Linked DNA regions of Sus scrofa: region 2 is linked to region 1. A link is a contact called in public HiChIP or PLAC-seq data. All regions are on one chromosome and are shown on one strand. The core of a region is the stretch at or near the end of the contact, and the rest is flanking DNA. Distances in the headings are between cores, read along the strand shown. Region 1 overlaps ZNF462 (zinc finger protein 462). Region 2 overlaps ZNF462 (zinc finger protein 462).

Evidence for each region. HiChIP or PLAC-seq counts read pairs in DNA pulled down with a chosen protein or histone mark.
Region 2: a contact with region 1 is called in an H3K27ac HiChIP or PLAC-seq map of skeletal muscle. The contact joins two enhancer-like sites. A contact is called at or near these places in 2 of 47 Hi-C or Micro-C datasets (both in skeletal muscle) and 1 of 2 datasets of contacts at active chromatin or transcription factors (skeletal muscle).

Annotation. Positions count from the first base shown.
Region 1 is chr1:248,046,937-248,053,843 of Sscrofa11.1, reverse strand. All of the region lies in intron 1 of ZNF462 (zinc finger protein 462), which reads right to left. Among named protein-coding and RNA genes, the nearest start is that of ZNF462, 21 kb to the right of the region's middle. Within about 2 kb of position 4,218, at least 28 of the 83 cell types and tissues checked have an H3K27ac peak or open chromatin away from gene starts, as enhancers often do. A contact at or near this core is called in skeletal muscle, where this site is marked.
Region 2 is chr1:248,119,646-248,126,552 of Sscrofa11.1, reverse strand. All of the region lies in intron 7 of ZNF462 (zinc finger protein 462), which reads right to left. Among named protein-coding and RNA genes, the nearest start is that of ZNF462, 94 kb to the right of the region's middle. Within about 2 kb of position 2,827, at least 1 of the 83 cell types and tissues checked has an H3K27ac peak or open chromatin away from gene starts, as enhancers often do. A contact at or near this core is called in skeletal muscle, where this site is marked.

The DNA of each region.
Region 1 (6,907 bases), core at 2,969-5,468:
AGCTCAAGGCAATGCCAGATCCTTAATTCACTAAGCGAGGCCACTGCATCCTCATGGATATGAGTCGGGTTCTTAACCCACTGAGCCACAATGGGAACTCCCTCAAACATATTTAATCTAGTTTATAGAGTGAGGCAGTTTCCCCTTGATTAAGAATTTATATTACTTGTTAGTGGGATTTTTTTTGCTTTGTTTTGTTTGTCTTTTTGTCTTTTCTAGGGCCACACCCACAGCATATGGAGGTTCCCAGGCCAGGGGTCCAATCAGAGCTGTAGCCGCTGGCCTATGCCACAGCCACACAGCCATGCCAGATCGGAGCCGCGTCTGTGACCTACACCACAGCTCACGGCAACACTGGATCCCTAACCTACTGAGCAAGGTCAGGGATCAAACCGGCAACCCCATGGTTCCTAGTCGGACTCGTTAAACACTGAGCCACAAAGGGAACTCCCACTTCTTAGTTTTAAATTAAAATGTCAGTGCCCTATCTCTACTCACTAAAGTTGAGTGATGGATGTCTAGGGAGGTGTGCTGTAGCCATCACTGCTTAAAGAAACTTAGAGACAGTGGTTGCAGAAATCTAGTTGTGTTTGGGGAACAGATATTTAGGAGGAATGACCTTTTAAAAAGTGCTAGAATTGGGAGTTCCCGTCGTGGCTCAGTGGTTAACGAATCCGACTAGGAACCATGAGGTTGCAGGTTCAATCCCTGGCCTTGCTCAGTGGGTTAAGGATCCTGCGTTGCCGTGAGCTGTGGTGTAGGTCGCAGACTCGGCTTGGATCCCGCGTTGCTGTGGCTCTGGTGTAGGCTGGTGGCTACAGCTCCAATTCAACCCCTAACCTAGGAACCTCATATGCCGTGGGAGCGGCCCAAGAAATGGCAAAAAAAAAAAAAAAAAAAAAAAGACATAAATAAATAAATAAATAGTGCTAGAACTGGTTAACTAATCCAACCTACACTGACTATGTACATCTACCCTAGTCACTAAGCAAGGCACTGACCGATAGAAATGAGCAAGGGAAACCCCACACCTGCCTTTCTGTTGCTTCTGGTCCACTTCCATTCAGTAACTGACCAAGAGACAAACCAGTGATTGGCCTTCAAAGTTGACTGGGCTAAATGTTAACCAAGTGAGGTCTTTCTCCCTGAGGGCAGTCAACAAGGCTTCCTTGAGCACCAACAGAAGGAATGGCCCCCTGGACTAGAGGTCCAGGAAAAGAGGCTTGTTAAGAACCCTCCATGTTGTAGAGTCTTCTGGATTCTGGTTACCCAACTATCTCTCCTCAGGGCTCGGCTTGGGAAATGCTAGGTTTCTCTTTTCCGGCAGTTAGTTGTATAACCATAGTCAAAACAAAAACACCAGAACCTCATCTAAGGAATTTAATAAATAATCTATTACAGAATGTTCAAGATAGTGCAAACAGAGGTTAAGGTACTTTTCTTCCCCTTCGCCAGATTTTGGAATCGTGTTTCATACAGGAGCACATTGGCTCTTAAAAGTCATCCTCTAACAAAAGATGCTGCTCAGCCTCCAAAGCCAAGAAGTTAGATGTTTATCTATCCCACCAGGACAAGCTTCAAGGAGCCCCCTTAGAGGGACTTCACATGGACCCAAGTGTACTCTGACCCCTAATCACATAGTCACTGTTTAACAGTGCCCTGCCCAATATAAGTATTTTATAAAAACTTAAGGACAGAAGAAAAGGGAATTAGTATTTTTGATGTGCCCACAATAGATTATGCTCTGCACCAGAGATTTACATTTGTGATCTTATTGATTCCCCTCAAGAAGCTTACGAAGTGGATTTTTTTTTTTTTTTTTTTTCCAGATCAGGAAGTTGAGGATCAGAGATTAAGTCGCTGAAGGTCACACGACTACGCAATGGCTCTGAGGTCTATGTTCTTTCCACGACATACCATGGCCCTCACTGCCAAGGTCTTCAGAGGCCTCCCAACACTGAGAGCAAAGGGTTCCCTCCTGTGTGCTCTCTGCAATAAAGCAGGTGTTCCTTCCCAGTAGGAGAGCATGCTGCTTCCAACACAATCTCCAGGACCCTTGAGAGATGGTCCGGTGTTTCTCAGAATGCCCAAACACTGATGATGGAACGAGGTCAGGCCAGTTCCTGAGATATGAAGCAAGATGAACTCAGCGGGTCCTCCTGCCAATTGCCCTCGTCCTTACTCATCTGCTGGAGCCTGCCAAGGCCTGCCTGGAATGACGCAGGCAAGGGTCACCATGGGTGATCCTATATCCCTCCAGATTGCTCCAAAATAAAAGCTTGGTGCTGAATCAGGTTGGCTCCTTGAAAACCCACCAGTCCTCTTTCATAGGAATCAAGCTTCCTAAACAAACTCTTATCTTCTATCTACCTCAGCATTAGGCCCAGGAATACAGAGGAAAGCAGACGTCTAAAGGTAAAAGGTCTAGGAATCTGTGGACCTAATCCATTTTGGAAGTCCGAGTCCTAATACTGCCTGCTGGATGCTCCTTTTTTTTTTGGCGAGGGAGCTGCAGCATGTGGATGTTCCCACGCCAGGGACTGAACCCACGCCACACAAGTAACCAGAGCCACAGCAGTGACAACAGCAGGTCCTTAACCCACAAGGCCACCAGGGAACTCCTGGGGACTCCCTTTTAATTCACAAAGGAGCCACAAGGTAGAATTTTCCCTTAGGCTGAAGTTCTGAGTACAAACACATTTAAATAGAAAAAAACAGATGAATATCATAGTTATGAAAGGTCCAACTTAGGCCATTAATAAAAATTACCCCAACAACCACTCTTTCTACTCTACCAGCTCCACAAAACTGTGCCCAGAAAGGTAGGATTGCTGAAATTTAGAGCTACTTAACATAAACAAACATAAAACCCTCACTTGGGTTAGGAGGTGTGGCTAATTTTAGGTGACTGCTTCGGTAGGTATCTGATGAGACTTGGAGCCCGAGGCTCTCGCTGGTTTAATGCAACCCTTGCGCCTACATCTAACCAACTCCACCTCAAAATTTTCTCCACCAGGGAAAACAAGCGGTAAGGTAGCTGAAAGAAGGAATTCATTCCTTCGCTGTGAGGTCTTCCCAGACAAACTGTCCAGTCTGCTCCAGCCCCCAGGCTGCCCAGGCACTGCACCAGGGTCTGAAGCCCAGGGAGCCAGCGCATTTAGAAAGGCCTGAGGGGTAGGGTAGGCCTCACCCTCCTTCCACTCATCTGCATCTAAGAGCTTTCAGAGAGGCTGCGAGGAGTTCCCATCATGGCTCAGCAGTAACGAAGTCAACTAGTACTCATGAGGATGCGGGTTCGATCCCAGGCCTCATTCAGTAGGTGAAGGATCCAGCGTTGCAGTGAGGTGAGGTGTAGGTCGCAGACAAGGCTCAGATCCCACATTGCTGTGGCTGTGGTGTAGGCTGGCAGCTGTAGCTCTGATTCGACCCCTAGCCTGGGAACTTCCCTATGTTGCAGGGGCAGTCCTAAAAAGCAAAAAATAAAAAATTGAAAAGAGAGAGAGAGACTGTGAAATCCTTCTGAGCAGGCAGCAGAAACTGAGAGGGCTCTTGGTGGTCAAGTGCAACTCTGCTAGTCCCATTCCTGGGAGCAGGAGACTGGAATCCTCTATGCTTTGAATGCATACAGAACAGAGTCCCAAATACTAGAGGCAAGTCCAATATCATGTTTGGCTGATATAAGAATCCACTTTTCCAAGAGTCAGTGACTTGCTCTCGCCCTCTCTCTCCCTTTAACACAGCTGTGAAGTCCACTGAGTGTTCAGCCAAGTGTACTTGTGAATTTTGTGCCCTCTCAGGCCCCTGAGAGGCCCCGGTTCCAGCCTGGTGGCTTGATGTACTTGCTCATCAGCCTTCAGGTTTAACAAGGGAAAACAATCTAGCCCTCAAATTGTAGGAGCTTTCTCTCCAGGAGAACTAGACAATCCTGATGGCTCTCTCCAGTTACATAGCAATTATGTAATTGCCGAGCTTCTGCAGAATCACTGGAACCATTCTGCAGCCTTCTCCCAACTACAGCTGCAGCACAATGTGCCGAGATGATTGCAGCCTTTGAACGGATGGCCAGTCTCAGAGCTGAGCACAAAGGGACGTACAATGGGATTCCATCTCCAAGCGCAAAGATGCTCCTGCCTAACAAAACTCTGGCTCCTCCTCCCAGGCGGTGCCACTAACTCCTGCCTCTGCCCGCCCTACATGTGTGTGGAATGTGGTTCACTAGGTTTATGCTGACAGGTTCCAAAAGAGGCAGGAAATCAGCTGAAGTTTTGCCATGGACCATGCACAAGGTAATCATTTAACACATCATGGGAAAGCTCCAGAAGAGGACAAGATGCAAAGGGGGTGTGGGGGCGGGATGCATCTTTAGGCTTCCTGCACTGGCATGAAATGAGTGCTTCCCTTCCTTCTGCCAGCTCCAATCCTTCATGTTGACATTACACATCCTGTACTGTAGATCCACCCCCACGCTGCCGCTTGCCCAGCTGAATTATCTCCTGCGTCACAGCGGTGGTAACAGAACTGCTGGCTCTGCAGACTTGAAAGCACCATTTCCATGCTTAATGCATGCAGCCACTGGACATATTACCAGGACATCGGGGCTGGTCTGTGGCCCTCTCAGCAGCCATGCAATACTCGACCTAACCCTTCTGCTAACCAGATGGTTGGTTGGCCTCTTGGGACCAAACCATTCAACTTTACTTTATTAAATTCGATCAAAATGTGGGGACAGTTTACAGCAGTGTGTCTGGTTCATCTCCAACAGGGTTGCTAAGATGAAAATGACCTAAAAATAACTGGAAACTCTACTTCACACCAACAGAGAACAAGATATTTCGGTGTAAATATTTAAATGATCTGCCAGATTATGCACCCCAGTAGCCTTAACTACACAGTTAGCAAATTATATTGTAAACATATACACACAAAGACGCAGAAATACATGCATCTAAATAGGAATCCAGGTCTCACTGCCTCGGGCCAGGGTTCGCCACCCTCTGGTTCATTGGAGTGTGATTAAGGACCGCCATCTCCATCATAATCACTCCCAATTACCAAGACAAAGAACCTAACACAACTGGTAGAGAGATTCCCACCTCCACTGGGTTCGACCACCTAGGCACACTGCAGGCGTGCCAAGTACTCAAAGGGCCCTCAATAAATGTTTGATGAATGAATAAAGATGAATGAGCACATATTTCTTAAATATAACAGCATCTATAAAACATTTTACGAGAGAGTGAAGACACTCAATTCTTTCCAACTCTATCATCATCCCACAACTACAAACTAGGAAGGCAAAGCCAGGCGGCAGAAAAAAATGGCAAGGAGCAAGCCATCTGCACCACAGGCACTAGATGGCCACTAATCGATCATTGCAAATGAACTGCAGAGGTGGCCGTTCACTGAGTACCTGGCAGCGTGCTGGGTGTTTTACATACATTATGTCTCTAAGCCTTCGCCAAAGAGGGAATTCCATTTTGAAGATAAACTGGAGGCCAGGAGCAAATGAGGAACTTGACCCAAGTGAAGCCAATCACTTTCCTACTACTACTAGGCTGCCACAAATAAGTAAGGATCTTACAGCTTGGAAAGAACTGAACACGTGGCAAAGTGGCACCCCCAAATCTACCTTTCCCTCCCTAGGGCTTGGGGAAAATGGAAAGAGCTTTCCACTCCCAGAGCTTTTCTGGCATCCCAGGAAGTCCTAGTTTCAGTCCCTCCTGTTTCTCTCGACCTTTCTTACTTGACTGAGGGCATTCCACATTCTTTTAACCACACCATAGCCAGGGCTTCACTTCCACTCCTTTCATTTTGGGGTCCACCTTCTGAGACCAAAAATCTCTCACTTGAGATCATCCTAGAGATCTGAACACTGGTAAATAAATAAAATATATGGTCTCTTTTTTCTCTCCTCCTCCAATATCTCTGGCCACAATTTTAAAGTAGCAACATGAAGGTTTCTTTTCAATAATTAAAAAAAAAAAAAAATTCTGGGAGTTCTCTTGTGGCACAGGGGGTTAGGGATCAGGCATTGTCACTGCAGCGGCTTAGGTCACTGCTGTGGTTCAGGTTTGATCCCTGGCCTGGTAAGTTCTATAGGCCACAGACACAGCCCCCCCCCCAAAAAAAAAGAATTTCCACCAACACCCTTGCCTTTCCGGAAACCTTCAAAATGTAAAAATAACTAAGTCTTCATGACTAATCTGCTTTGAAAGGTGAAAAAAAATCACTATACTTTGTTACCTAAGAACTAGTGACTCGTTTTTTATTGCTGCCACCAAGGAGCCACCAAAGAAGGTTCTACTGACATGGAGCAGTCCAGGTTAGGTAAGTCCTGGTAAGCCCTACCAACACCCTTCCACATTTTGAAATATCATCTATCCTGAAGGCACTCTAAAATTAGCCTCCCTACCCCTGAGATCTCCAAGCATCTGATATTACAGTACATTAGTAAGACCAAGTGGACATGGACTACTAAAATAAACGTTTGCACAGAGAAGACCATGCAATTCAAAGCAAGGCCAGAGGACAGCCCTCAAACTGGCTCAGAGAGAGCTATCTGAGCAAAGCCAGAAAGGGGCATAGCTCCTATTTTCACTGAGTGAATACAGTGCTCTTAGACACATCATTTTTGCCAGAACGATGCCAGACAAGAGGCATGGTAATAACACCATTTTTCCAAAAAGCTCTTGAAGTTCACCTTGATTCAGAATCATTCCCACAACACCCCAGGGAATATCTATCTCTGCAAAGTGGAGGGTCAGTGCACTTTCCCAAGGAGACCTGGGATCATCTTCAGGTGGTTTATAAATCCCAACTACGGAGAGCTTCAGGACCACAGCCAGCCAGACCGGAGGCTCACAACCCAGAAAAGTAAATGGATACAAGCAACAAGGACTTCCCATCA
Region 2 (6,907 bases), core at 1,578-4,077, 74 kb before region 1:
GGTTAATTACAATAATTATTTTCATGTCCAACTTTGGGACTTGTCAATGCATTACAGCTACCAACAGGACCTCAAGTGCTAAGGAGTTTCTTGTATGGCTGGTTTCAATTAAGCCCCAAAGTTCAAATAAATTTAAATCAACAGGAGTCCAGATTCAACACCACTTTCCAAACACTGAATTATTTTTGGCTCCCAAGAAACAGTCAAGAGATTTCATTCAGTTTCCAAGGGAAGATGTGAAAGTTTTTTCCTTTTCTATTAAAAAAAAAAAAAATCCTCATCAATCTCTGGTTCATGACAAATCATCATAAATTGATGAGGAATTCGCTTCTACTATACTATTTATTTTGTTTTTTTGGCCTCGCCCACAGCATATGGAAGTTTCCAAGCCAGGGACTGAACCTGCACCACAACAGTGACGACTCCAGATCCTTAACCCACTAGGCCACCAGGGAACTCCAGTACTACTTTAAAAATGTCTAAGATTTTCTAGTAATTTAGAATATGAAAGCATTTTCATATCTCACCTCATTTGTACCACAAAATAACTGCATAAAGTAGCCATCATCATTATTTTACGAACAAGACATCAAGTCTCAGAAAAGGTCAGTGATTTATCTCAGCATACCTGCGGGTGATACAGGGCGGTCAGGCTCTCTGCCTGAGACTGCACAGGGTGAGAGGTCCCCGGCCTACAAGGCGGGTGGTACTTCCTGGATTTGGACCTCACATGCAGGGATCCAACTTTCCAGTGCAAACTATTAGGGAGAGATGATCTATACAGAGACCTGGTTTCAAACCATCTGTCCCTCACTTTCAGGAGCTCCATTTGAGTCAAAATGGGTCCTCCTTGGCATCTGCTCAGTCAAAACGACAACACCCAGTGATACACAGAAGACATGACCCACACCAGTACTGCAGCACAATTGCAAAGTTGCTGGGTTCCACGGAACCCTCAGATATGTTCCCCGAGTGGGAGTGCCTGATGGGTGCCGCGGCCACCAGATGCCTGGAGCAGGACCTCTAGTGGCCCATCTGTGGCTGCCAGTCACCTCTTACCCCTCCCAGAGACAGGAGGCCCACAGGCCTGAGAAGAGCTGCCCACCCCCGCCCTGGTCCACAAGGGGAGGCTGGGGCTGTGGGCGGGGCTGGTCTCAGCACTGCCTAACTTTACGCGGCTTCACGTCACCGACTCAAGTACAGTCATCTCCTTTTATCGGGATTATGATGATTAGTATAAAAATCCACCAATTTACTCAGTATATTTATTATGAAAGCTGCTTTCTCACACATTGTTTTTGCTTTCTCTCCATGTATAAAAGGGTAAATAAATGAAATCTTAAACCAAGACTTACAAAGAACCACCATCACTCCATCCTGTGGTTCTCAAAACTCTTTTCTGCTCTGGTAACTCACAAGGGGTGGACATATAGGTCCCCAACATTTTTCCCCAGGGATACTATGGAAATGGCCTAGAAAATGAGAAGAGGGAGAAATATAGTGAAAAGTACATAAAACCTTCTTGTTGAATTACAGGGATAGAGGCACATAATAATGAAGCCACTGAAAAACAAGAAAGAGAACAAAATAAATCTATCTTGCATTTTAACATTGAACTTAATCATTTTTAGAAAGTTATCTTTTTCAGAGGTAACATAATCAAGGTGCAAAAGTGTACTGTAGATGTATTTGCGGAAATGGTTTTATTGTTAAAAATACATGGAATGTACTGATTTTAACGTGTTAGCTGGGAAGTTTACTAATACTTTACTGCCTGCCTTTAATGGAATTATTCCCATTGTTCCTTCTAACAGACATGTCAGTGGCACTATCCTTGCGTGCACGCAAGGTAGATGTGGATTTCTTCATCTTCTCTGTATTCCTAATTAAAAACGTACCCATGGGGAAAATTGTAAAATACTATAAAAATCGGAGTCATAGGAAAACCACCTCTCCCAAGTACAACCTAATAATTTGTGATACCCCAGCTGTGAACTCTCTTGCTGCTCATTCCATTTGTTCACTGTTAGCTTTGGGGCAGGCAAGGTAAACACTGCAGCTATTTGCAACTTCTGCCACCTTGGCTGTGACTCCACGCCTGTCTCTTTCACTCAAGAAAGTAAACCGATGTCACAGAGGGATAAATCTGAATCAGCTCCAATTTACTTTTAAAAGGAAATTGGATTTGTGGTTAACAAAGAGAACCTTGAAAACAGACTGGGGAAGCTTGAGATTAGAGCCAGAAAGACTGGCAAAAATCAGAGGAAGTGGAGCTCTCGTTGTGGTGTAACGGGATCAGCGGTGTCTTGGGAGTGCTGGGACGTGGGTTCAATCCCCAGCCCGGCGCAGTCGGTTAAGGATCTGGTGTTGCCGCACCTTAGGTCATGACTCTGACTCGGATCTGATCCCTGGTTCAGGAACTCCACATGCTGTGAGATGGCCAAAATCAACAACAACAGGGGGAGCAGAGGGTGAGGGTTATTCAGGGATGGGGTCTGACAAGTTGAAAACCACAGAAGGACAATGGAGGGAGAGACACAAGGATGCTGGGAAAATCCCTTCTGAAATGGCTAAACCTAGAGTCTGGGTTGAGTAGACAAGGGTCGTTGGGTGGTGGTCAGAGAGAATTGAAGAGTTTGGGATGCTGAAGGCAGAGTGGTTATGGTGAGTCCAGCCTCAAAAGAAGGGTGGTGGAACACAGTCAGCGAAGAGGCAAATATCTCCAGCTGAAGAGACCAAATATTTGTTGCGTCATTATCACCGGGTCCAGTACGGCAAAATTCCAGAGCACGATGGTCATGACTGGCGTGAAAAGGCAGGCTGTGAGCCTGGCACTGAGTTCACTGAGGAAGGTGAAAGAACATTCCAGAAGATATGGAGACGGAAGTAAGCTGAGAGCAGGCATTCGAAATGTGATGGAAGCAAAAAATACTGTTCAACAGGTGGCAGAAAGTAAGGCCTGCACTCACTCCTCTTCTTGGCTGCTTGAAGGAAAGGGATGAGTCACTTTAGGTGCAGAGTTGACAGGGTAAGTGGCGTTGCCGTTGCAGGGAAGGCCAACGTTAGGTAAGTGGAGGAGGGAGGGGTGACCTGAGACAACGTACGCTCTTACGGTTCACGCGCAGCCCCGTTCTGCTGGCCTTTCCCAGCTATCTTTTGCAGTCACTCAAATTCCCAGGCTTTTTGACACGTAAACTATTGTTTTGTCCCTTCTCCTTGTGCGTGGTTGATTTTGCTGCCCTCCTTCATATCAAGAAGTCATTACTGAATGGCCTGCCAAGGGCTAAGACTCTGGAACAGTCCTTGACCTCAGAGAGCACACAGTTTAGTTGGGGAGACAGATCTGATAACTGACAATTACAAGAATATTTGGCAAGTCTAGTAATGGAAGTGAATACAAAGGTCAGAAGCTACCCAAGTTTTATATTTATCCCCCAGCAAAATCTCACTTTCAGCTCATTACTCTGAACAGTCTAGACAGTCTGTAATCTGGATTCTGTCATTTAACTTATGGAGCATTTGCCAATATTTCAAATGTATTAAGACTGAAGCAAGAGAAAAAGAGACTTAAGTCATTTTTTAGAAGACGAGAGAGCCTGAACGTGAAATAAACGAGGGAATTTTTGATTGGCAAAACCTCAAAGGCCTTATACAAACCTGAGACCCCCCCATCTTAAATACATATATCACATACACACAAAAATACTGAGGCCTTTACATCCTTAATATTTATGATTTAAAGGGGAATCCTCTTTGGTGCTTTGTTTCACTATTTCAAAATGGTGAGAGAAGATTTTAAGTGAAGATGAAAAGATGCAAGAAAGTAGTTTGTATATTATGGTTCCAATTTTGAAAAAAAATTAAAATAAAACAGAACCCTTTTTGTATATGCAAGGAACAAAGAGCTAGATGATTCTACAGCAGACTGTTATTAGGGTTATTTGGGGTACAGACAGGCTAGCATGATGGGTGACCCTCATAATTTATGGCACGTGTTGCCATTAAGCTGTTCTATAATCATAATTAGGCATGATTTTTGTAATCAGAAGGGAGATCTATGGAGACATCTTAAAAGGGGAGAACTACCTCCCATAATTAATTTTTTTTTTCAATTTTATGGTGGCATCCGTGGCATATGGAAGCTCCCGGCCAGGGACTGAATCCGAGCCAAAGCTATGACCCATGCTGGACCCTTTAACCCACCATGTTAGGCTGGGGATCGAACCCTTGCCTCCAAAGTGGCCCAAGCCGCTGCAGTTGAACTCCTAACCCACTGTGCCACAGCAGGAACTCCTCCCCTGACTACTCTGAATGCACATTCATTGCTGAAGACCCACAGGGATCAGCATCGCACACTCCTAGTTCCGAAGTCCCCTCCCACTTCCAAAAGGGATGGGGACCTTGCTGCTGGTCTTCTTTGTTTAGCCTGTTTCTTAACAATATAAAGACCTCTTCCTGGTATTAATTACCCCTACATTTTGGTCCTGCCTCTCCCCACCCTGCCAACTGCCCTCCCACTAACTTCCCTACACACCCTCCACTCTAGCTGACTGGTCTCCTTGCTGTCTCATCATTACGTCTTCTGTACACCTGTTCACTTCTCATACTCGTCCCACCTGGGGCACTTCTACCAGCCTATAAAAATCCTGCTCATCCTCAAGGCCCCGCCTGAACCCCACCTTTTCAAAGAAGCCTCCCAGGACTCATCAATTCCATCTCTTCTCCTTGGCTACAGCCAACAAAATCCAAATGCATAATTTCTCATTCCTCATATAGTGCTCTTTTAACTGAACACTGTGTCTCTATTAACTTAGGCTCTAAATATCAACCAATGATAAAATTTGACTTTAGTGTCCTTTGGAAGATTCCAGAGCACCCAAACATGTAAGAAGAGGTTGTGTCTCCACCACTGTGTCTCATTTATGCATGTGTGTTTCTGCTGAGAACCAATCTTTGATGAAATTGGCATAAACCCAAGGCATAAGCTTTGGGTTCAGACGAAGTCCACCACATATGTGTGTTTTGTGACTTTTGGACTCATCATTTCAATCCTCAGGTCTCCATTTCCTTCTCTATAAAATGAGACTAATAATTTGTTCCTTTGATTCATTAGACATATTAAATCCGATGGTAAATTTAAGGCAATCAGCAGAATTAAATAAAAATCACAATTAATTTGATCACTTTGGAGTTAAAGAGACAGGCAGAATCCTAATAATAAACCAGAATGGATGGCTTTCAAACTGGTCATGGGGGAAGAAAAACACTAGCAGTGCTAAAAATCAAGGACTATAGTAAAGATTTAAGGCCCTGGGTTGCTCCACGTGGCTCTCATGGCAGCGTTGGTAGAGGGCTCACAGCTCATGAACATCAGAGAGGACATCAGGACGCGGCTCGCATGAGGCGCGTGAGAATATTTTCATCCCCGAGGAAGCCGAAGATCCCAGCACTGGAATGACTCTCCGAGAGCGGGTACAGGTAAATAAAACCTTAGCTGGACCCTGCACTCTAAGCCACACACCTCCTTTGGGTTGCGCTCGATGACTCTGACATTACAAAGCAGAGGAGCCCAAGGGCAGGCTCATGTCCCTTCCTGGGCATAAACAGCAAGGAGCTGACTCCAGTAAAAAGCAAGCAGATCTTCCTTACCTGAACCTCTCATATCACCTTGGCAGTTCTTTCCCTCGTCATTTCTGTTTAAGCACCACTGCTAGGATTTTCCAAAAGGGTATTATTTAGGATTATGAATGAATGAAGAAACTATGTACATTATTTGGACGGTCTGGGCCATACCATCAAAATGCATCATTTATGTATTCATTTTGGCTGTGCCCACAGTACATGGAAGTTACTGGACTGGGCATGGAACCTGTGCTGCGGCAGCAACCTGAGCCACAGCAGTGAAAACGCTGGATCCTTAACCTGCTACACCATCAGAAAAATCCTATCATTTATTTTTTTAAATAAATGTTTACTTGTTTCAAAAAGGTTATATTTGGCACCTTCTTCTCATGTTGGCACTTAAAAAATTCTTTTTCAGGTACCCATCTTGCCCAGGACATCTCCTCTGCTCCAGCAAAGCTATCCCAAGACCTCCACCTCCAAGTTATGGCTCACACACACCAGTCTACCCAAACCTAATATGCTTCCTTCTGCTCGTGGAAAATCCTCTAGTGTAGAACAGTAATTGGAAAAGAGGGAAGGATCTATGAATCCTAAGAAGTCTCAAGAGAGTTTGAAGGGTTTTTTTTTTTTTTTCTTTCTTTTCTCTTTTCCTTTTTTACAGACACACCCACAGCATATGCGAGTTCTCAAGCTGTGGGTCCAGTTGGAACCGCTACTGCTGGCCTCCGCCACAGCCACAGCAATGCCAGATCCAAGCCACATCTGCAATCTACCCCACAGCTTGTGGCAACGCGGGATCCTAAACCCCCTGAGCAAGACCAGGGATGAAACTCCGCATCTTCGTGGATACTAGTCGGATTCATAACCTGCTGAGCCACGACAGGAATTCCTTGAGGGGTTCTTATGTTCCATATAGCTGCACTAAAATATCCAGCTCCACTTTCAGGGGGAAAAAATTTTCAAGGTGGGCAATGATAAGGCAAAAAAAAATTCTTTCTTTCAAAATAGAACTAAGGTGAATCATTTTGGATGATTTGACTAACCACTCAATATATTTTCTGCCAAAGAATAAAGTAAATTTCTTCTTCCTTTCTGATATGTCCCAGCACTGAGGTTCTGGAGGACTTAAGGTAATCTCCATCCAAGAGATGCAAGAGTCAACTGTGGAATTATGAAGAAAATTCTGGTGTTGCTAGGAACTAGCTCTGAATGAGTTTGAGAGTATATGCTTGTATTTCTGATGAACAAATGTTTTTCTTGGCATGGGAAGAGGGAGATGGGC